Linked DNA regions of Gossypium arboreum: region 1 is linked to region 2. Evidence: chromatin contacts called from public Hi-C data. All regions are on one chromosome and are shown on one strand. Each heading gives the region's core, a stretch centred on a gene start, on an enhancer-like site or on the middle of the called end of the contact. The rest is flanking DNA. Distances are from core to core; before and after follow the strand shown.

Region 1 (7,150 bases), core at 2,306-4,805, 640 kb after region 2:
CTTTGATGCTCACCTTTGGTGTCGCATTGCTCAGGCAAGTCCTCAAGGACCCTTTTTTTTTCATCTTCTTTAAGATTCATATTTTCAGTTTATTATTGTTTTCAGGCGGTTGGAATAGAAGCTAGCGCTATTTACAACGCTGGACAAGCAACGGGCATGACATTTTGGGCCCCCAACATTAATATATATAGGGATCCAAGGTGGGGAAGAGGGCAAGAGACGCCTGGTGAGGATCCATTGGTTTCTGGGAAATATGCAGTTTCATTTGTGAGAGGGATACAAGGGGGACTCTTTTGAAGGTGGCAAACTTGGCCAACATCTTCAAGCTTCAGCTTGTTGTAAGCATTTTACTGCTTATGATTTGGATAACTGGAAAGGAGTGAAACGATATGTCTTCAATGCAAAAGTATGTGTAAATTGTACACTTCAAATTTGGTAACTTAATTTGTTTGTTTGATAAGCTTTGAATTTGGAAAACTCCATATTTTGTGTATTTCAGGTCAGTTTACAGGATTTAGCAGATACATATCAGCCTCCATTCCAGAGCTGCATACAGCAAGGGAAAGCTAGTGGGATAATATGTGCTTACAATCGTGTTAATGGAGTCCCTAACAGTGCTGATTACAATCTGTTGTCGAAAACAGCCCGGGGCCAATGGGGTTTCAATGGATACATCACCTCTGACTGTGATGCTGTCGCCATCATTCATGAAGATCAAGGATATGGTAAACTACCAGAGGATGCTGTAGCTGATGTTCTTAAAGCTGGTATTAGTTTTTTTTATTATCTAAAGCTAGGCTGTATTGATGGACGTTAATATCATCATTATGAACTTTTGATCAACGAATTTTACAGGAATGGATGTCAACTGTGGTACCTATTTGAAGAAATACACCAAATCAGCTGTTGAAAAGAGAAAATTACCTGTATCTGAAATAGACAGAGCCCTTCATAACCTTTTCTCAGTCAGAATGAGGCTGGGGCTTTTCGACGGTAATCCAGTTACACAGCCTTATGGAACCATTGGTTCGGATAAGGTCTGTTCTCAAGAGCATTGGAATCTTGCCCTTGAGGCTGCTCGAAAAGGCATTGTCCTTCTGAAGAACACGGATAAACTCCTTCCGCTTTCGAAAACCAAAACTTTTCACTTGCAGTAATAGGGCCTAATGCGAATTCTGCAAAAACACTTGTTGGAAACTATGCAGGTCCTCCTTGCAAACCTGTTACACCATTGCAAGGGCTGCAAAGTTATGTCAAAGACACCAGGTTTCACCAAGGTTGTAATGGAGTTAATTGTTCTTCTGCATTCTCAATCAGTGAAGATAGCAAAAGGAGCAGATCATGTGGTGTTAGTAATGGGATTAGATCAAACACAAGAGAGTGAAGATCATGATCGTGTAGACTTGCTTCTTCCACCAAAGCAACAAAAACTGATTTCTAGCATCGCAAGAGTTGCCAAGAATCCAGTCATTTTGGTGCTTCTATCGGGAGGTCCGGTTGACATATCATTCGCCAAAAATGATCAACGCATCGGAAGAATTCTATGGGCCGGTTATCCAGGTGAAGCCGGAGGTCGTGCATTAGCAGAAATTATATTTGGTGATCACAACCCTGGTGAGTTCATTTCTTTTCTTTGCATGATAAACAAAAGGCATACTTAAGTTTGTAAGCTTCATATTTGTATACAGGAGGGAGGTTACCAGTTACTTGGTATCCACAAAGTTACGTTAACGTGCCAATGACGGACATGAGAATGCGACCTGAACCTTCGTCCAGCTATCCCGGACGCACCTACAGATTTTACCAAGGACCGAAGGCTTTTGAATTTGGTTATGGTCTTAGCTACTCGAACTATACTTACGAAATTCTCCCTGTAACACAAAACAAGGTCCATATAATGGTTGAGAGCTCAAATCCTAACAGGTACATGCCTGTTTCAGAGATGGGAGCCGAAGCTTGTGAAAAAATGAAGTACACAGTCAAGGTTCGAGTTAAAAACCATTGCGAGATGGCCGGTAAGCATATCCAATGTTGCTATTTGTGAGGCAACCAAAGATGGTCAATGGGAGGCCAGTAAAACAATTAGTTGCATTCCAGAGTGTTAACCTGAACGCAGAGGAAAGAGCTGAAGTTGAATTTGAGTTGAGGCCATGTGAGCATCTTAGCTCAGCCAAGAAAGATGGTTCGATGGTGATTGAAGAAGGGTCTTATTTATTGAGCATTGAAGACAAAGAATCAGAGATTCAAGTTGTTAAATGATAGAAGCCATAGCTTAGGTTTATATAATTGGTAATAGAATTTGAAAGAAAAATAAGTTATAGAAGTCCTCTAACGTAGAAATAACGAAGCAATTCACATAACAAATAGCAGACAACATCACATTTCATATGCAAATAAATCCAAACCCACACACTAGACATCCTCCTCATCCTCCCGATACATCTTCATCATCTCAGCACAGCCAGCTTCAGCCTTGTCAACCATGAAGCCCATGCTATTGGCATAACGGGTGGTGGATGAAATGCCATTAGAGTTGGTCAAGATAACACGGGCACGTTCACGACCGGGGGACATTGTGGCACATCCAAGCTGGGGGCTCTTCACAAGAACTGCATCACAGATCTGATCCAAGTGATCCTCGGATACACGAATCTGGTATTTTCCGGTTTTGTCCGTATATCCCTCCTTCTCGAAAACAACTCCGCCGGTCTTCCTGTCGGAGCATACCAGCTTAACCATGGCATCTACAAAGCACATGATATCAGTATACCAAGATTCAGAACCAAATACGACAAATTGTACCAATATTAAACATCACATAGATCAGACAAGGGGAACGAAAGATCCAGGCAACAAGCCATTAAACAATACACAACATCCTGTTCCATGTCCAAGAACCAACATTTTTGGGTTTTATAAATCTATGAGCAAAATTATCATCTTAAACCTTAAATTTTCCCCCTTTCTATTAAAATTTGCATCTTTGAACCGCCTACTGATCCAGTCCAACATGTCATGGTTGTTCCCATTATTTTATGTTTACACACCCTTTCATTCACTGTCACTCAATGTAACATCAAAACCTACAAACTACTTCACAGATCTACCACTTTAAAACCTAGAACACCAGATCTAACAATGTCACCAACATATACACAAAAGCCAACATAGCAAAACGTAGATTAAGATTAAAGTATGTTAGAAATGGAATTTACCAGCTAGCCTTCTAGTCTTAGGGGTTTCAAAACCAGCACGGCAAGTATCACAGTACACATAGCCTTCAACCACCAATTGGTTATTCAGAATGCGTGTAGCACTAACCAAAGCTGGAAGCACACATAGAGCAATGAACAACAGAACTTTGGCCATGTTTTTTGCTGCTTCTTTTTTTTGTTTGTTCTTGAACAATGTAATGAAGAAATGGGAAGAAGGTTTAGAGATTAAATCCTTAGAAGCAAATCAAAGAAACAAAGGGTAAAGGCTAAAGAGACAGTGATGATGATAAAGTGGGGGTAAGATAAGGAAATTAAATAAAAGTGAAAATTGAATAAGAATAATAATGAAAACTGGCTTAGCCGCGTTGAGGAGTATATTCGTGTGTGGTGGATAAGCTGTATGAGCTGCTGGTTTGGGATGCCACGTCAAAACGGTAGTGTTGATTTGGTAATTTTGATGGAAAACAAGGGTGTTTTGGCAAATGGGAGTGATGAGTTTGATGACGTGGCGATTTATTAGTGGCAAGTTGAAGGGCAGAGTGGAGATATGGAGCGTAGAGGATAGAACACGGGTCCTAATTGATTGCAGCTGGCAGTTGTCGGTGGTCACATGGGGGGCTGTTTGAGAAGGTTGGCAGAGCAAGCAAAGCGGGAACGGTGCCGCATCACATGAATCCTATAATTAACGGTACCAATTATGTGAGATTTTTTATTAATTAAATAAAGAAAAATAGAGAAGGAGGTCACTCAAGATTTCAGTTTTTCAATTTCATCATATAATAACTAAACCTTTTCGTAATAAACTTGTTTCAACATGCTTAAATAAATACTTCACTAATTATAGATGGAGAATTCACTAATTTGATTGAAATGTGTTACGGAGGATATGAAAATATTTTTAAAATTTTGTAATTTTCTGAATTTTTTATTAAATATATATTTATGAAAACCTAAATAAAAAGTAAATGGAAAATGTCTCAAAACATTAGAAAATAAGACCCAAATAAGTTTAAAATTCAATATTCCTAGGCTTCAATTTCAATTGCAGCTGAAAATTAAAAGAAACCCAACTTCTCAATGTTTCAAATTAACATTTAATTCGAAATAAAATTGAATTTGAAAATTTTTCAATACCAAATTGAAATGTTTAGTTTAGTATTAATTCAAATATATTTATCATAAAATATTAATTTTGATCCCAATGAAATTTGGTGTTTATAAATTTTATTATTTTATTATATTAAGTGACGATATAATACATCATTAATTCTCTTGGATATCGCTTTAATCACCTATACATTGCACATTATTTTATTATTGGTGACAATAAAATGATCAAATACAAAATCTTATATCATTACGTGACTCAACTAGTTGTCACCGTATACGAATTATATTATGACATTATATTTTGTTGTTATCATATTCTTAATAATATGTTATGAATAAAAATACGTCTCTTTTAACTTTTAATGACACACTTAACGTGACGAATGCCATGATGATATAAATGTAATTTTCAACGACAATTTTTAAATGCCATTAATGAGCAAATTTGTTGTATTGAATTATGACCACAAAACATATACATGTCTTATACTTCTTGCAGATACAAAAGAACATCTCAATATAGTTGGAGGATTCAAACGATAATTCCAAGTAGAGCAAATGAGGTAAATTCATCTTCTATTGAAAGTCATCTTGATAAGCTAATTTCACTCGTTGAACAATTAGTTTTAGGAAATAGTCAACATGTTACAGCATGTGGTATATGCGCTAATTATGGCCACCAAATTGATTCATGCCCTATACTTCTTAAAGATGCAAACAAAAATGCCAATACAATTGTAGGATTTCTCGATTGGCCAAAATGGAGATATGACCCCTATGTCAATACTTACAATCATAGATGAAGGTATTATGTAATAGTATGTTTTTCAGTGGTGTTGAAAAACGGTTATTTTGGAACCCATTTCTGATGTTCGAGCTTGTAAATATTGTTATTTAATATTTACGAGGTTAGAATAAAGGTTAACTGAATTTTGGTCCCTTAATTTTGTTAGATGGATAATTAATTAAGATACAATGACTAATTTGTAAAAGTGATCAAAGTTAATTTCTTTCTAATTAATCCAAGGACCACTTGAACAAATGGACCCTTCAAATTACTCCAAATAGTGGTGGCGGATAGCTAGAATCCACTAACTTTGCTAATTGTGATTAAATCCTAATTAATTAAGATTTAATTAATTAATTATGTTTAATTAAAAGTTAAACTATGTATAAAAGTTAAATTAAAAGAAAATGTTAGCTCAATTAATCAATCCAAAATCGCCAAGAGGGAGGTAAATTGGCTTCTAAAAAATTGTGGAAGCTTGAAAGAAAAAAAAATTAGAACAATTGAACATAACGATTTAGAGTGGTTCGACCCTAATTGCCTATTCCACTACCTTAGCTTTCCACTGCTAAGGATTTTCTCAAATTCATTAATTTGATTAACTTTTGAGGGCAAGGTTTAACCTTACAACTCCCTTAAAGTTTTTACCCAAACCTTAAGATATAACCTCTTAAAGAGTGAAACAAATAAGCAAACTAAGAATTAATCCTTACAAGATTGAATTGTTTGCCAATTGAGCACAAATGAAAAAAGAAAACACTTGGGCTAAATGAATAACAATGAAAACTTATAAGTGTGTATAAGAAAAGTATGAAAATTTAAGCACAAAGGTTGTTTGATTGAAATTTGGGCTTGGACAATCTCTCTTATTGTTGTAGACCTTTTGGAAGCTGGTATTTATACCCTTTAAATGATTTCCAACTATTGTGGTTGTTGAGAAATTGAATAGAGCCGTTGGGGATGAAATAACCTGTGCATTAATGTCACTTGCAACAATAGGAATCGATACTTTTTCTATAGGTATTGATACTATTAGCATTTAATGCCCAATTTAGTGATCGTTGGAGCTATCGACATCGATATCAAGGGAAATTTATCGATACCAAATAAAAGGTATCAATACTGTATTGATACTTGATAAATACTTTAAAAGTCTGAATGCCAATTTTGTTTCAATACTGAAAAAGGTATCTGTAATAGCACATTTTCAACTGTACCGAAAATGGTGGTTCCCGTTTACCAATGATTGAGTCAATAAGTTTTAATATTTAATATCTTTTAGTCTATTATAGTATTATGTGAAATTCTGCTTTGTTAATTTGATTGATGGACTAATCTATTTTAGTATAGGGATAAAATAGTATAGGTGGTAAAACTTAACCATTATGGATTTCTTTCGGTTGTAGTAACATGATAATCTATTAGGGACTGAATCAATAATTCAACCATTTTCATAGTTAATAGTCGGACAAATGTTGGTTTTTACCTTACCTGTAATGATGCTAATTTTAATTAATACTTAAATTAGACACACAGATATATATGGTAACATAGTTGATGTGTAACAGTCCGGTTTTGACCCTAGTCGAAATAGTGATTTCGGAACCACAAATCCGAGTCAAAAAAATATTTTAAATATTATTTTTCGTGTTTATGATATGTTAATGAGAATGTGTGAAAGTCTCGTATGAAAATTTGAATGTTTGTGTGCTTAATTTTGAAAAAAGACCTAATTGCATAAAATATAAAAGTTTCCTGTTGTTTGTTAGAAGTGCCTATTTGATTTGGCTTATTATTTGAGAGGTCCTTATGTGGTTATTATACCATTTACATGGTTAATGGACATATATGACCTTGATATGCATGATTTGTTAGTGTTATAATTCATGGATAAAATTGTAAAATGTTTATTATAGTAATTAAAATAAAACAAAACATGAAAATAACTCATTTGGTGTTCTTCATTGCCGAAAATAAAAATAAAAGAAAAGAGAAAAGCTTTGATAGGGTTCGGCACTTGCAAGCTTTGATTTAGGTA
Region 2 (7,050 bases), core at 970-3,469:
GAAATTGAAGCACTAGCCTTTAATGATCTTACTCAAGATAAGGTCCTAAATAATTAAAGCACAACAGCGAAGCCTTGTTAATAACATGGATGCTACGTAGAGGGAAAATGATTTGTTATTATTGTTTTTGTTCCAAAGGAAGAAAGAAATGCAATTAAACAAGAGTGCATACTGCCAATAACCATATAGCCTATTGGTAGAGTGCTGTACACTATGAACAAAGTATAGACATTATTGCTACTCGGCAGAACAACAGAAAAGGAGAAAGAAGGATCATACTGAACATGGGATTTTCATATTTGGATCTAATTTAACGTCTGCTCCTTTTGCCTTAAAAAATTTCTCTATTGCTTCCAAATTAGTGTATGGAAGGGCACTTGCATGCTCTTTAACGCCTTGCAGGATGACCTGATCCTTTCCAACATGTTTATTGAGAAATGACCTATACGAAGGGGGAAAACTCTCTGGCTTCAAAAGGTAAGAGGACCTGAAAACATAAATGCTTCCACTTAAAAGATTACACTTTCGAAAAATAATAAATGTACAGTCATCATCTTCTTAGGAAAATTACAGAAAAAAATTTCCCGAGATAGTGTTTTTGGATGCTATTACTTGTACAACTTGTAAAGCCACACAGTTCCATGCAGCCCCTTTTTAAATGATGCCCAAAAACATTTAATTAGCACTTACATTCATTCAAGCAAACATTTTCCCACTTTCTTTTCACATATTTACGCTCTGACCATCTTTTTTAGAGATAAGTATCTAAGTTCATGCTATGAAGCCTAAGATTCAATGAACTTTAAAAACTGGAGATGAAAAGACGAACATTTTCAATTTTGATTGCCAACTTTAACAGGTTGAATGATAAAAAAGGCGCAGAAAAATGAACAACAAAGTTCCTAGGCATGCTGATCAGACTTTCCAGTCATGAATCAATTCTAATATAGTCAGATAATTTTCAGAATGCCTCCAAAATTATACACTACAACACTTTTTTTTCTCTTAAATCTTCCAAACAGGATAGTTTAGAGATTGGTAACTTGATCCAGAAGACGGGAATCCCAGTAGACTTGGTCCTTTAGTCCATGTGGTAAATTCAATAATGACTGAGATTCATTACGAAGAATTGCAATAAAGTTTAATTAATAGCAAAAAACTAAGCCAACAACCAAGACAACTTAACAAAAGGAACCTACAAAATTTGCGAAGAAGAGAGACACATAAGGAATATGTCACCATGCTTCCATGTAAGAGGTTTACAAAGCTTCCCAAATCGTTTACTCTTCATTCCGCAGCGCGAAGCCAATACGGCAGCGCGCATGAATATGTATATGGCCAAACTCTTATGTTGTTTATTAGGTCCAGTAAGAAGCATGGAAGGACCTGCAACAAGTCCCGCTATTAACGCCCTCCACTTTGTAGTCCTGAAAAGAAATTCAATAATTCAAATAAATCAAACGCAAGTTAATAATAAGTTCCTTTGTTTGAATGAGGAAAATTAAGATTAAGAAGATCATTGCCTGCTATGTCCCCCGACAGCAACAATAATTTCATCTACAGAAACAAATGTACCCGCAAAAGTACCAAGGAAAAGACCGTATCTAATAGTCTCTTTCATCACCACAACAATCGCTTCTTTATCAGAAAACGACTCATCTTTCCTACAATCATAATTATTGCCTTAGTAGTATATAACTATAAATAAAGCAAATGAACTTTGAAATCGTCAAATTTATTTGTATAACAATTAGTTACCTTAATTTTTTGCGCCGTAACCGTGCTATAATCGAGAAGAGAGCTAATCCACCTCTAAGGCCAGCCCCGATCGAGAAACCTTTAGCTGAGGCGACGATGAATCTCCGCAACTTCTCCGACTGCGTTAACGGAACCGTACCAATAGCAAGAGCAGAGGAAGAATTTGACGAAGGTTTTGATCCGGCGCAATGCGAGCAAGTCCCGTCAACCGAACTTAAATGACCATAATCGGCGGAGTCATCGTTGAAACCACCATTCTCGAGGGACGAAGAGGAGCATCTGCAGGCGCATTTGACGGTTCCGTCAGCAGACGGTGACATGCTGATGATGTGGGGGGCGGAGATAACGAAGCTTCTTGGAAAAGCTAGAGGAAAAACTACGACTGATAAAAAATAATTGGGTGCCGGGCAAATTAGTGAAGAAGGAAACTTTTTAAAAACAATTACCAATTTAGCCGTTTTTTATATTATTTAGGAAAATTAGCTTTATAGAATATTTTTTAAAATTATTACATTTTCTACCCTTGGGTTTCAGATTCGAATCCCCTCCCTTATTTATTTGTTTTTTTAATGAACGTTGCTTGGAGTTTTTTTTAATTTATAATTAATGCTTTTAATTAATAAACATGTTATATTAAATTTATTTTTCAGTTTTATTTTATTTTTATTTATATAGATAAAATAATAAATATGTAATTATATAATGAAATAATTTTTATATATGATTATATTAAATATATTTATTTTAAAATACATCAACTAATTTTTCTATATATTATTATATTAAATATATTTTATTTTTAAAAACATCAATTAATTTTTTGATATATTTTTCTTTATATATAATTTTTATGAAAATATTTATTTTTTGAAATAATTATTTTTATAATATTAAAATTTACAATACTTAAGATATACGTGTAAAAAAATATTTGACATATAAAATTATATATAAATAAAATATATCAAAAAAGTAGTTGATGTTTAAAAATAAAATATATTTAACATAATAATATATATATATATAATTATTTTATTATATAATTATATAATTTTCATTTTATCTATATAAATAAATTGTTAATTAAAATTAAAAATATATTTACTAACTAAAAGTTTAAAAATAAAAATTAAAAATTTTAAAATAAAAAATGCTTGAATTATTCAGTAGAAACATAATAAATAAATATGGGAGAAAATTCGAACTTGGGATGGAGGGTAGAAAATATAAGCATGTTAAAGGAAAATGTGTGTGATAAAAAAAACATTTTCTGAACTGTGGTTTTCGGAAGACGCGCTTTTTATCATTTAACTTGTGATTTTCAAAATCCTTAAATAATATAAAAAGTCTAAATCAATAATTAATTTAAAAAGAACGTCCTGTTTTACTAATTTTGCCTTGGGAGCCGCCTCTTTGGTTGGAAATTGATTATGACAGAATTTGCAGTGCAATACGGTTCATTTACGGACACGTTTCATAATACTTACAATTCTGCAGTTGCTCTCACATTTTCCGCTCATCAAATTCCATAAAATTCATTCGTCATAAAAAAAGTTCCACTGAAGAAATCTCCGTTTACAAGTGGCAAAATTACTTATAGAACCCTGCTTCGTATACCGGAAATTAAATAACCCTTTTGCATAGATTTTAAGCTGATTCACAATAAATTTAAAAGAAAGTCTGTGTTGAAATGGTATCAAAGCTTTTGTCTTCTGTACTCTTACCCAACTACATTTACATGATACCATCCTCTGCTTTTAGGCCTATTATAGTGCGACCTACTAAAGCATGTATGCAGTCAGACATCGAATCAGTGGCATTTATAATTTATAAAATTTTAAATTAATAATAATATTATTATATTTTAATCTTTTAAAATTATAAAATTTAATTAAAATTATAAAGATATAAATTATTAAAATAGTAAATTTTTTATTATTATAAAATATATAATTTAATTTTCAAAAAATTTCTAATTACATCACTTGTATCTAATCTGAGGTCACTGGAACCACCAAATCTACCGTATTGATCATTAGACTTCTACCAGCTGTTAGAATATTATCTTTAACAATTTTATTTTTAGGTAAATTATATTAATTATTCTTAAATTTTGTTTAAAATTACGTTTCAGTCATTTAACTTTTAAAAGTTATATATTAGTCATTAGTGTTATTGAATGATTATAGTTTAGTTGTTTTTGTTAAGTTTTGTGGTACATTAATCCCAAAGATTATTAGCTAATTTTATCCCTAAACGATAGCTAAAATATCCTTTTAATATTTTAAAATTTTTGTTAACAATAATTCTAAAAATAAAAATAAAAATATAGAAAATTATTAAAATTTTTAGAGAATTCCTATTTTCTTGCAATCTCAGCCGCTAATTTAAGTGTGTGGGGCCACTTTCACGTATTTCATTTCAATATTAAATTAGAGTGATGACAAGTGTTTAATATATAGTAAAATATACAAAATAAAATAAAATAAAATTTAAGGTACATGATAATTTTTAACTGCGTTAATTTTATTTAAAAACATTAAAAATAAAAAAATTATCAAATTAAATTATTTAATTTAATAAATCATTTTAAAATTTCTATTTGTATGCAAAGATATTTTTATGAATGTAATTGAGATAAATTTACATGTAATATTAATATATATTTAATTATAAATTATAAATTAATTTATAAATATCTATATAAAATATTTTAAAATTATCAATAAATTTAAAATAATACAACAAAATCCATCAATATATATTCATACTAATATAGAATAAAAATGATACATGTCGACTAAGTCCTAACTCGGTTAGCATTGACATTGTTATTGTTATCTATGCAGGAGGACTTGGGATTGAGCGTGTTGAAGCGCATTTATCCTTCTATTGAAAGGTTGAGAATAGACAATGGATAATTCTATCGTTACGGTACTAACCTTGTAAGTTTCAAACCTATAAGGGATAATGGCAACAAATCTCCTTGTACTTTAACAAAAAAATTAATGTGGTACATATGATTTCAATTTGTCTAATGTAGTACGTGTACTTTTATTCCATCTATCACGCTCAAACAGTGTTAACTCCTGACACAAATTGACAGTGGACCAATCAAGAAGTACCACGTAGCACTATTTATTAGGAAAAAAGTAAATGGTCAAAATAAGGGACCTACAAACAATTATACTTTTTTTTTAAAAAAAATTATTCCTTTTATTTTCATTTAATTACCAAACAAAAATGTCACTTAATAAGGCAATTAAGGGACCTAAAATGTGCTAACTTTTTCTTTTCTTTTTATTTCATTACTAAACAATTATGTCCATTTAATTACTTAACCTCAAAAAGTAAAAACTGAGATTTTTATTCTCTCAAACTTTCTTTTGAACCCTTTCCGCCAATACCACTCCAGTGTCGTTTCCGACACGAGCACCTCCAAATGACAACCCAAAGCCTCTCTTTACCTTTGTGTGTTTTGATTCCCGAAAAATCAAGTCCAAATGCTTAAATTGAATATTGAAATTCATTTTTTCTCTCATCCGATCCCTAATATCCATTGTTGGATCGAATTTGGTTTGCCTTATGCTCTTGATCTTCTCCTTCTTCGCCTATTCACCATTGGGATTGGCCACTGAACCACCGAAATTCCTCGTCTTCAAGGTTTGTGATTTTGCGTTTCTATTGATTTGTGAGTTTGCATTTTTATTGATATATGGGTTTGTGTTTCTATTGCTTTCTAGGTTTGTTATGGACCAAATCATGAACCAGTTGGGTTGAGACAGTTGGGCCGAAGAGGATTAGTTAAAACGGTGCACATCTAATTATTAAAACGACGCATTTTGTGCATGGCAATCTTATAGTACAATTTGTTATTCTTTCTGTTATTTTGCTATTATTATTTTCCCTATATTTACGCATGTAAGGGGATGGAAGAATATGAAGAATATACAATAACTGCTATAGTATTCTCTCTCTGCTTACTCTTTTTTTTCTTTTTTTTTTCCTTATTTTTCTTTAATATTTTGGATTTCTAGTTTGTTTCCTATGAAGGGTATCAAAGTATTATCATTCTTATGGCAAGGGATGGGGTTACCACTTATGGATAGAAGGACGTGACGATGTTGCAGTAGAAGATGGTAAAAATGCAAGGGGAAATATCCCAGCTAGAAGGGAACTGGGATGCCAAGTTGCAAGGATTTAAGGATGGCTGCGTTGGGAATTACACTCCTTTCTGGAGTAGTTTTTGGGACACTCCACAGTCTCTAGATATCTAGCTGCCTCAATCAGGGTTTCCACCAAAGGATGCCATGGATGATCCCTCTCATCCGCCAAGCTCGCACATACTAGATTTAGTCTGGTTCAAAAACACTCTTACAGGCTTGAGTGTCCTCGATTCTATGGTTCAGATTATTAGGGATGGTGGTCCAAGTTAGAGCAGTACTTCATAGTAGAAGGCATCTCTGAAATGGATAAAGTGCGCACGGTGATGTTACATCTAGAAGGTCAAGCATTAGATTGGTATCACTTGTACTCTCAGAGGCATAGAGGTCTCCACATGTTAAAATGGTCGTGTAATGCTCACAGTTTGAATGAGTGTTTTGGATCTAGCATATTTTGGGATATAATGGTAGAGTTGGTGACTCTAAAGCAAAAAGGCTCGGTGGACCATTTCTCTGACCAGTTCGTAAGTCTCCTAACTCAGCTACAGTTGACTGAATCTTACGCACTCAGTATTTTTATTAGTAATTTGAAATTGAAAGTCAATAAGTACCTATAGTTGTTTAGGCCCTGGTCATTAGTCAAAACACTCCATATTGCTAGGCAGGTTAAGGAGATAATGGAACTTTTTTCCAAGAAAGGGTTATTGACTAGAATAATCCATTCATCTTGTGTTGGGCTACATTACCCCCTGCTTATTCGCTATTGAAATCTTCTGCCTATTCGGGGTATTCACCACCTACAGGCTCTTTCCAGACTAAGGGGCCCTCAAAAGGTATTAGTCCTGCACTGATGGTAGGAAGGAAATAGAAGGGACTCTATTTCTGGTGTGCTGCCAAATACCACATTGGTCACAAGTATGTCAAAAGTCAACTATACCACATGCTTTTGGAACCATCTGGTGAGGAAGAGGTAAAAGAATTACAAGAGTGTCCTAAAAAACTAGAGTATTCAGTGAGGGAGGTTGACCAGTAACAGACACCAGTGTTGTTTCTTCATGCTATTACAGGATTGCAAGGGCTTCACACTATGAGATTCAATGTAAGCATAGGTACCGTTAAAGCCATTTTT

Evidence for each region. Hi-C and Micro-C count contacts between places; a contact is called where the count stands out from the background.
Region 1: a Hi-C map of leaf shows a contact between it and region 2, with 5 times the contacts expected there. The contact joins the promoter of LOC108460952 here to the promoter of LOC108474163 in region 2. A contact is called at or near these places in 2 of 5 Hi-C or Micro-C datasets (both in leaf).

The regions. Positions count from the first base shown.
Region 1 is chr3:122,106,581-122,113,730 of ASM2569848v2, forward strand. It overlaps LOC108460952 (protein DOWNSTREAM OF FLC-like), which reads right to left and starts at 3,556. Exons shown (of 2, transcript XM_017760670.2): 1 at 3,216-3,556; 2 at 2,249-2,744. The coding sequence starts at 3,369. The coding sequence ends at 2,413. It also overlaps the pseudogene LOC108460951.
Region 2 is chr3:121,467,087-121,474,136 of ASM2569848v2, forward strand. LOC108474163 reads right to left here and starts at 2,220. Exons shown (of 8, transcript XM_017776083.2): 1 at 1,759-2,220; 2 at 1,524-1,664; 3 at 1,200-1,427; 4 at 280-487. The coding sequence starts at 2,078.